Linked DNA regions of Mus musculus: region 2 is linked to region 1. Evidence: chromatin contacts called from public promoter capture Hi-C data. All regions are on one chromosome and are shown on one strand. The core of a region is the stretch at or near the end of the contact, and the rest is flanking DNA. Distances in the headings are between cores, read along the strand shown.

Region 1 (4,084 bases), core at 660-3,159:
CTCCCACAGGTTGTCTGGGAGTGAGTGGGACACCGCAATACCTCTTTCCTTGGCCCCGGGACAGACGATGTCTGGCCTCGCGGGACAAAATGTTTCTTTCGAGTGACCCTAGGCTTCTTTCTGCTGTCCATCATTTCTTGGGGGAAGAGATCTCATTAGCCTTTCCCAGACAGGTACCCCACAAACCTGGTTCCATAGCCAGGTCCCGGGGCTCCCGCTGACAAGGGGCCACCGGTGCTGCCCCGGCGCTGCTAGAGGTAACGGCGGCTCCTGCGTTCAGCTTCTTATCGGTGTTGCCCAGGAGGGTGTCTGGCGACTGGCCGTGGGGCTCGCCCTCTCCACCTCCCTGGGCTGTGTGAGCGCCCTCGTCATTCCCCGGGGCGGCCAGATCTGAGGGACAGGAGGAAAGAGTGGTGGGGTTCTCTGCCTGGGCTTCCATGCACGTGGGACAAAGTGCCCAACCAGAGCCCCTGGCTCGCGACTGAATCACCAGAGCCCCGTGGGTGGGGGATCTAGCTTTCCAGAATGAGCTTCCCACCCCACGAACATTCCGTTCCAGGGGACACCGGATTCGGACCCGACGCATGAGTCAGTGACCCGTGGCTCTCTTCGTCGGGCCGGCTCTTCACCCTTCGGGCTTGGTGGAGAATCCAACTGCATACAATTCCCAGAACTGGCATTGAGAGGCGCGTACTCTGGGACGAAGAACCCCATCGCAACCTGCGCAGTCGCCCGGTCCCCTGCCTGAACTACGAAGCCGCTGAAGCTCCGAGTCTCCAAGAGGGTGGGGGTGGGGGTGCGTGCCGCACTCGTGAGAACAGCGCCCAAGTCCCGCAAAAGCCTGCCTGTGCTGGGCGGACCCACAACTATGGTCTGCCCTGCCGGAGCGCGAGTGTGCACTGAGGCGCAGGCGTGGGGCCGTCTCCTTCACGGACCCACGAAGGCACCGCCAACTACGGGAGGGCGCGCGCGGGGGAAAGGGGATCCCTACCCAATCTGTCCCACGGGCGGCCAGTGGCGGAAAGCAGCTCCTCTCCGACTCAGACCCGCGACAGAGGGACAACTGAAGCACTGGGCTGACACCGACTCCAAGGGATCGCCCCCCTCCGGTCTCAAACTTTTTGCTCAATTTCACGGCGGCCCGGGGAGGGCGCTGAGCCTCTGGGCCGGCCTGGCCACGCCCCGCGTTCCTTGTGCTCTCGGGGTGGAACCAGAGTTGCGCGCAGCTCTGGTCCCCCACCCGCCCGGGATCTCACTGCACCTCCCCGAACACAGTCGCCGCCAGCCTGGGCTCGGCCACGCGCAGATGAGGGGCAGGATCCCCGGATACGATTGTGCGCCCGGTGCTGGAGGAACAGCTTAGGAAGTCCGCAAGAGGTGGGGTTCTGAGCCCGGCCTGAAGCAGCGCATCCGCGGAGCGCGAAAGCGAGGGCGCAGCCCACATGCCGGCGCCCAGCATCCGAGCGGGCTTCGGGTACGCGTGGGTCTGCGCTTACTGAACCTCGAAACTGCTGTTCACAGTAGGGATGCAGCGCCTCTTTGGCGTCGCTTAGACCTAGCCTGAATTCCACATCCAGACCCTAGTGCTGTCCTGACTCTGGGCCAGGGTCGGGTCACCCGCCACCCGCGAACTTCTCTTCCTCCCCTGCTCCTCCGCGGTGCCTTTACTTTTAGCTTCCAGATGCAGCCGCTGGCTCACTCAGACGCCGAACCCGAAGCAGTCTGGCACGCCTTTCAGGAGAAAGCTGAACCGGTTTGGGGACGAAGTCGAGATGAGAGTACCTCGTCAGCAACCTCCAAAGGTGGAGTCTTTCCCCCCAGGGAACACTATCAAGGCCTGAGATGCTGCCTGCCGCGGATGATCGGGATCCACGATCCTCACCGACTGGAGGAACCCAGCAGTGTGGACAGGGCAATGGGGGCTCTCATCAGGATTGGAGAGGCTAGCATGGGGGCGTGGTCCCAACCTCCCCACCCCTTCGGGCGATCTCGGGGTGAAAATGCACACGTGCCCCGGTGTATGCGCTTCGGTGGAGATAAACAAGACGCATAGTTGTGTAAGTGATATATTTCATGGCAAGTGACCTGAGGGTGTCCGTGACTAACCGGAGTTAAATTTTTGGAAGATTATTAGCGGAGACTTGGAAAAAGAAGCTCCCAAATCCTACCAAGCACCAAAAACAGACACCAAACTCCCAAGGAAGCTGCATTGGTTTAGCTCCGGTTACAGAGAACTGGCGCGCCCACACCGGCCCCCGCGCGACCCCACCCACCTCTATCTTCGCATCGCTTCTTAAAGTCCAGAAGAGGCGAGTCCAAGAGGAAAACGAACCCAGATAAGAAAGGATTGCAGTGAACTAGGTCACGCCTTGAAGGTGGCTTCTCTCCCAGAGGACCCTGGAGTTCCCCGACCGAGTTTCTCAGTATTTTAGGAGTCCCCAGGAGGGCCAGGGGCACAGGCTGGACCTGCGGTTCCGCACGCGTCACTGCAATATATGCCTTGGCTCTGTACAGCCGCGGGACAGCCTGACCGGATCATGAACGCCCCGAGTGCCTTCCGAGAAGGTGACTCAGCGACACGCTCACGGGTGGAGAAACTCCCGGAAACAACCAACCAACCAAAAAAAAAAAAAAATGAGGATTTGGAGGGAGCAAGGGCGTCATCACCCACCCCCGGTTCCGCGACTCGTGGCTACCAAGATCTGGTCCTGCACCTACCCCCATCCCCGGCTTCCCACCTTACACCCCTGGAATCTAGCGCGGACAAGGAAGGATTGCAGCTCTGCAGCCGCAGTGCCGTGGTCACGCGCTGCGGGGACACGAGTCGCGGTGGGAGGAGGGGGCTCTGCGGGGAAGCCAGGCTCTCTGCCACTCGCTCCCTTGTCTACCCTGCCCCCTCCCCTTACCAGAGACCTAGGGTCCAGATCTGGCGTTGGTATCTAGCAGACTCAGGGAGGAAACTATTCTCCCCGAGATTTTGAGCTTGGAGGGGGGCTGGCTGCCCAGACTGTAGGAAACACCCTCCTCTGCTCTCTCACGGTTTGGGAAGGAGTGTTTATCAAGCCCGACAAGCAAGTCATTAACAACTAAAGAGGAGAAACTGAGGCACGGGGAAGGAAAGATCGGGCTGTGTGTAAATTTACGCTCAAAATGCCGACCTGGATCAGGGTCTCGCTTTTCTTTGAGGCCTGGGGCTGGAACTTCTCATACTCTGAGGGCAAGCGTGGAGCAAGGTTGACTGGAAACTCAGTCCGTGGGAGAGAGCAGAAGCAGCCTGCAGGACATTTTATACTTGGGCCTCAGGGCCGGTTCCCCTTCTGCTCAGAAGAGACCCAGTGGGAGGGGGGTTCCAGTCTGGCGCTGGTTCCAGTGGACACAATGGCTCCTCTGTGTCGGCTGCCGCCTCATCCTCTGGCCTCCTCACCTCTCTGGTCTCTGCCTCTTTCATTCTTGTTCACCTCCCCCATTCCATGCAGCTTTCTAGACCCTTTCCTTTCCTAAAGAACTTTATCCTATCTGTAGAAACCGGCAAACAGCACCCCTGGCCCTGTAGCCGGGAATGGACAAGAACAAGATGTTGGTTTTCTTTTGTGTCTCTGGAAGGATTGGGAGGTGAAGGGCCTTATGGGAGCTGTCAAACCAATTCCCAACAAAGCTTATAACAAACCCCAAGCCCTTCCCCCAGTCTGGGAGGCCAAGTACCACCAGAGCTTACTCTGTGTTAGCTAGGCTGGTGTATTGCTCCCCTCAACAGCCACTTCAGGAACCCAGGGTCTGAGAATCTCCAGGAGAAACAGTAGCTAGCTCCAAGCACAAGTGCACAAACACAAGCATGCAAGCGTGTACTCTCTCTCTCTCTCTCTCTCTCTCTCTCCCCCCCCCTCTCTCTCTCTCTCTCTCTCTCATTAGCCAGCCTGTCAGCAAGGTGCAACTGGCTTTGGCCTTGGGCCAGTCTGGAATTCTGACTTATCAGCTCAGCCTCTGTTCCCAGGCCATACCTGTCTCACAGGTGAAAAGAATTGTTTTCCTTCCTAGGCTCCTCTGGGCAGCTTTCCCAGAGAAAAGTACCCAAGTGCCCCCCACA
Region 2 (4,084 bases), core at 1,171-3,670, 1.1 Mb before region 1:
TACATCTACCTAGATACAGTCATATATATGTATATGTATTTCATCTACCTACACACATATGCACAGTTATCATATATATGCCTATATTTTTATATCTGTCCAAACACACATATATAGATATTCATGTCTATGTAAATAAACGTGTGCACATATGTTTATATCTACCCACAAGAATGCATGCGTGCACACATGGGCTCATTTTGTTTTTCCCTCCTTGGCGAGGGTATTGAAGGTTTTTTTTTTTTTTCTACTCCATGGGACGACATTAACTTTTAAAGCTATGCTTTTTTTCCCCCCTTTAATTCTTTCCTACCATGTGGCTTTGGGGACAGAGGCAGAGGCTTTACTTATGGAGCCATCTTTCAGCCCTTGCTTTAGTCTCTTGAATGCTGGAGTTATAGCCTCACCACGACATTGATTCTGTAGCCACATTCTCTCTGCCAAGTGAATGAGACCTGGTAGTGGCTTCCCTCCCAGCAGGTGGCCAGCAGGCCCCTGAGACACTGGTGCTGGTCGCCTTCCTTGCACCTGAGGCAAACTGTGCGAGGGGTCTCTGACATGCCAAGCTGGCAAACGGTTGGGCACATTGGAAGATGTCAAGCCTGGCCCGCACCTATGAGGCTTAAAAATATGGTAATGCAATTAGCAACTTCAGCAGCCTAATGAAGCCGCTCTGAGCCGCTGATAAAATACCACTGAGGGAAGTGCTTGAGAGCCTCTTCAAACTCCCCCAAAATATGAAGTGTGTCCTTACAGAGAAAGCTGCAATCTAGCCTCCTTTCTTCCAGCCTCGAGATTAATTAGGGCTTATTTAGGGCATGAATGAGGGAATGATCGAGCTCTTGGATTGAAAGCTCTGAGACCGATGTAAAAAAAAAATTTTTTTTTAACAATTACATTTCTATCATAAAAGTCTTCATTAGATATCACCACCAGCAGACTTCCTATTCGGGGAGGGAGACTGCCCTCTCTTCCCACTCCAGAGGCTCCCCTAACAAAAGGCCTTTCTTCCGAAGGCTCAGTTTGGGAGCTGGTCTGAACTTCAGGTAGTTTCAACATTCGACCTGCCCTCTGGAGCCCAACGACCTCCCTCCCAACAATGACCACTTGGGTAGAGGCAGAAGCAGCAGCACTGGCCAATGTCAACCGATGTGTACATCCTCAGCTGGTGCTGACTCCACACTATGCAGACCGGCCAACCCCAGGTAACAGGACTGCAGTAGGAAGGGAAGCTCTTCAGTCTCCTGGCTCCCACCGATGTGGTTTCTGCTCTGGATCTGCCGCAGCCAGCCAGGTACCAACGCCACCTGCATGTAGCTCAGGGACATCAAAGCTGTTGAGAACGTTTTCCCACTGAACTGAGCCTGGGTGGGTCCTTCACCTGTTCTTGACATTCTTCCTGAATCTGGAAATTGAGGACATGCTTGTGTGACTATCGTGTCACATGGTGGCCACCAGATTGTTCTCCATGACTCCTGCCACCTTTGTGTCTGAAGGTGGGACTGTGCCTGACCAAATGACCATGATACCCACCCCCCGCCCTCCACCCCATGCTGGCTTTGGCAAAGCAGCTGGATAAGCTCTGAGTTGCTGATAGAGGGGGCTATTTAGCCAGAAGTAGAGTGTGGTCTCCATCTGATCGTCAGCAAAGAAACAGGTCCAACAGCCCACATAGTGCGAGCCTGACAGCCCACAAGGAACTGACAGACACCAACTGGCTGAGTTGAAGATGGATCTTTCTTTCAGACGATTAGCAGTTCAGACTAGGATGGCAGCTTCATGAGAGCACAAGTGGAGGACCTGGCCAGAGGCTTGGACCCCTGAACCTCACTGTTTTGTTTTAAGCTCACTGTCTTGGTGTCATTTGTTACAAAGTATCTGGGAGCTAGTCTGCAGTCCTGTGAAGTTGAACACAAAATGATGAGCTATGATATCAAGACAGCAGCCACCCTGGTCAGGTCTCTCTCTCTCTCTCTCTCTCTCTCTCTCTCTCTCTCTCTCTCTCTCTGCTGACTAGCAAGGCTGGCACTAGGAAACAGTGTCTGAGATACGGGATCTGAAGCAGGTTCCTGGAGAAGACTCCAGAGCTATCACATCTTTGCTGGGTGATAACGGGTAAATGGTCTGACTAGCACATGCCCAAGCTTCCGACTTGGAAGGTGGAACTGGTGCTGGTCTGTCCTTTTTCTCATAAAAGGGATAAAGAAAGCAGCCTCCTAACCAAATACTCACCCTGCACTGCCGGAGAGATCCCAGCTTTTAGGACAGCTCGGAAGGCATCTGCGCGGTGCAGCTGCAAGGCGTGGTCTTGTGTGTTTTGCCGAGGGAGAAGTGGAAGCCCAGAGAAGTTAAAAGGAAGCACAAGACCATATAACCAATCAGCGGGCCAGCTCAACTAGCCTCATAGCTCTACTTCTAATGGGTGTGTGATGGGCGGGGCAGACTCCTGCAAGCCCGTCCTTTCTGAGGTCCGAGGTGTTCCTGCAGCGTGTAGAGTGGGCGGAGCTTCCAGGAGATCCCTGGTGGGGCGTCCTCCTAGAGCCTGGGGAGTTTGGAATCTTTGTGCCTCTTTATTAGACTTGCATAGCCCAGACTGGCCGAGCCTGAGAAGTGAATTTTTCTGTATTAAATAATTTTCCTGTTCCTGATAAGATCCAGCAACAAAAGGAGTCTAAGGAAGGAAAGGGTTGTTTGGTTCACAGTTCAAGGTCATTGTGGGGATGGTGTGAAAGCCAGAGTGGGAGACAGCTGGTCACATGGCATCCTCTGTCAGGAAGCAGAGAGAGACAGAGACAGAGAGAGAGAGGAGAGAGAGAGAGAGAGAGAGAGAGAAAGAGAGAGAGAGAGAGAGATGCTGGTCACATGACATCCTCAGTCAGGAAGCAGAGAGATGGATGCTGGTCACATGACATCCTCAGTCAGGAAGCAGAGAGAGAGATGGATACTGGTGCCAGGCTCTGTTCCTCCTTTTTGTTTAGTCCAAGACCCCAGCCCAGGAGGATTGTATCCAGTTCTCAATTCTGTCAAGTTAACAAGATTCATCTTTACATTCTCTGTCTCTCTCCCTCATAGGCCAAAGGCATGCATCTTGGGCTGTGCACACAGGGGCTGTGCTGGCAGCTTCTGGCCCACGTGAACCCACAGTGAAGCCCGAAGCAAGCTGTGGGCAGGAGGGCAGCAGGAAATGCTTATCCTGCAGGCTTCTGCAGAGCGGGTTCTAGTTTATACGATCTTCATGGGAGTCTTCCTTTGTGGCTGGTGGGTCATTCTCATTTCCACATCTGTGTTAATTAGCTCTAAAAGCATAGGAGGTGTAGGTTTTAATCTGATTGGTTGCCTGATCACATACTACAGGCTAGGGGCTGAAACCACAGTCACTGAGAGGGAGGAGGGAAGAGGGAGGAGGGAGCTGTCTGTTGTCTCCTCGAGCTCCATTCTGAGGACCAGCTTGGGCTACTTTTCCTGTTGAAATGACAAGACAACCTAATGGAGCAAGGATTTACTGTGGTGCATGGTTTGAGAGTGCAGTCCTGGCGTGGTGTGGAGTCTGAGGCAGGGGCCAGGTAGCATCTGTGAGCAGGAAGCAGAGATGAGTCTAGGCACTCAGCTCATGTTCTCCTTGTTATTCAGCTCAAGTCCACAGCCCATAGAACGGTGCCACCCACATCCAGGGACGGTCTTCTTACCTCAGCTAAGCCAATCTAGAAGACTCCTCCCTCACAGACATGCGCAGAGGTTGGCACCCTAGGTGATTCTAGATGCTGTCAAGTTTGACCATGAATTGTAACGAAGACAGAGCCCTGTGCTCAAGACTTCTTGTACTGGCTTTAATTATCTCCTAAAGGGTTTGCTTCTACACACAGCCTCACTGCGAGGGAAGGCTGGGACTCGAGAAGACACAGTTCAGTCTATAACATTTCCCTAGTGCCTGCTTTGTTCAGAGGGGCTGGCCGGTGGTCAGTATGACGGAGACATCGCTGGTGTAAAGTTTCCAACTGCAAGGTGTCAGCTTCCTTTGGAAGCCAGAGCTTTGCTTCTGCCAAAGGTCACCCTCTTTAGAAGGTGATTCCCACAAAGGAGAAAC

What was found. Capture Hi-C pulls out chosen DNA fragments and counts their contacts.
Region 2: a contact with region 1 is called in a promoter capture Hi-C map of adipose tissue, with 3 times the contacts expected there. The contact joins the promoter of 2900041M22Rik here to the promoter of Sphk1 in region 1. A contact is called at or near these places in 1 of 39 promoter capture datasets (liver) and 2 of 9 other capture datasets (adipose tissue and macrophages).

The regions. Positions count from the first base shown.
Region 1 is chr11:116,530,276-116,534,359 of GRCm38.p6, reverse strand. It overlaps Sphk1 (sphingosine kinase 1), which reads right to left and starts at 1,909. Exons shown (of 6, transcript NM_025367.7): 1 at 992-1,909; 2 at 187-390. The coding sequence starts at 196.
Region 2 is chr11:117,609,583-117,613,666 of GRCm38.p6, reverse strand. 2900041M22Rik (RIKEN cDNA 2900041M22 gene) reads right to left here and starts at 2,420. Exons shown (of 2, transcript NR_015489.2): 1 at 2,233-2,420; 2 at 250-1,405. Gm35170 (a long non-coding RNA gene) reads left to right here. Exons shown (of 4, transcript XR_003949818.1): 4 at 1,017-1,844.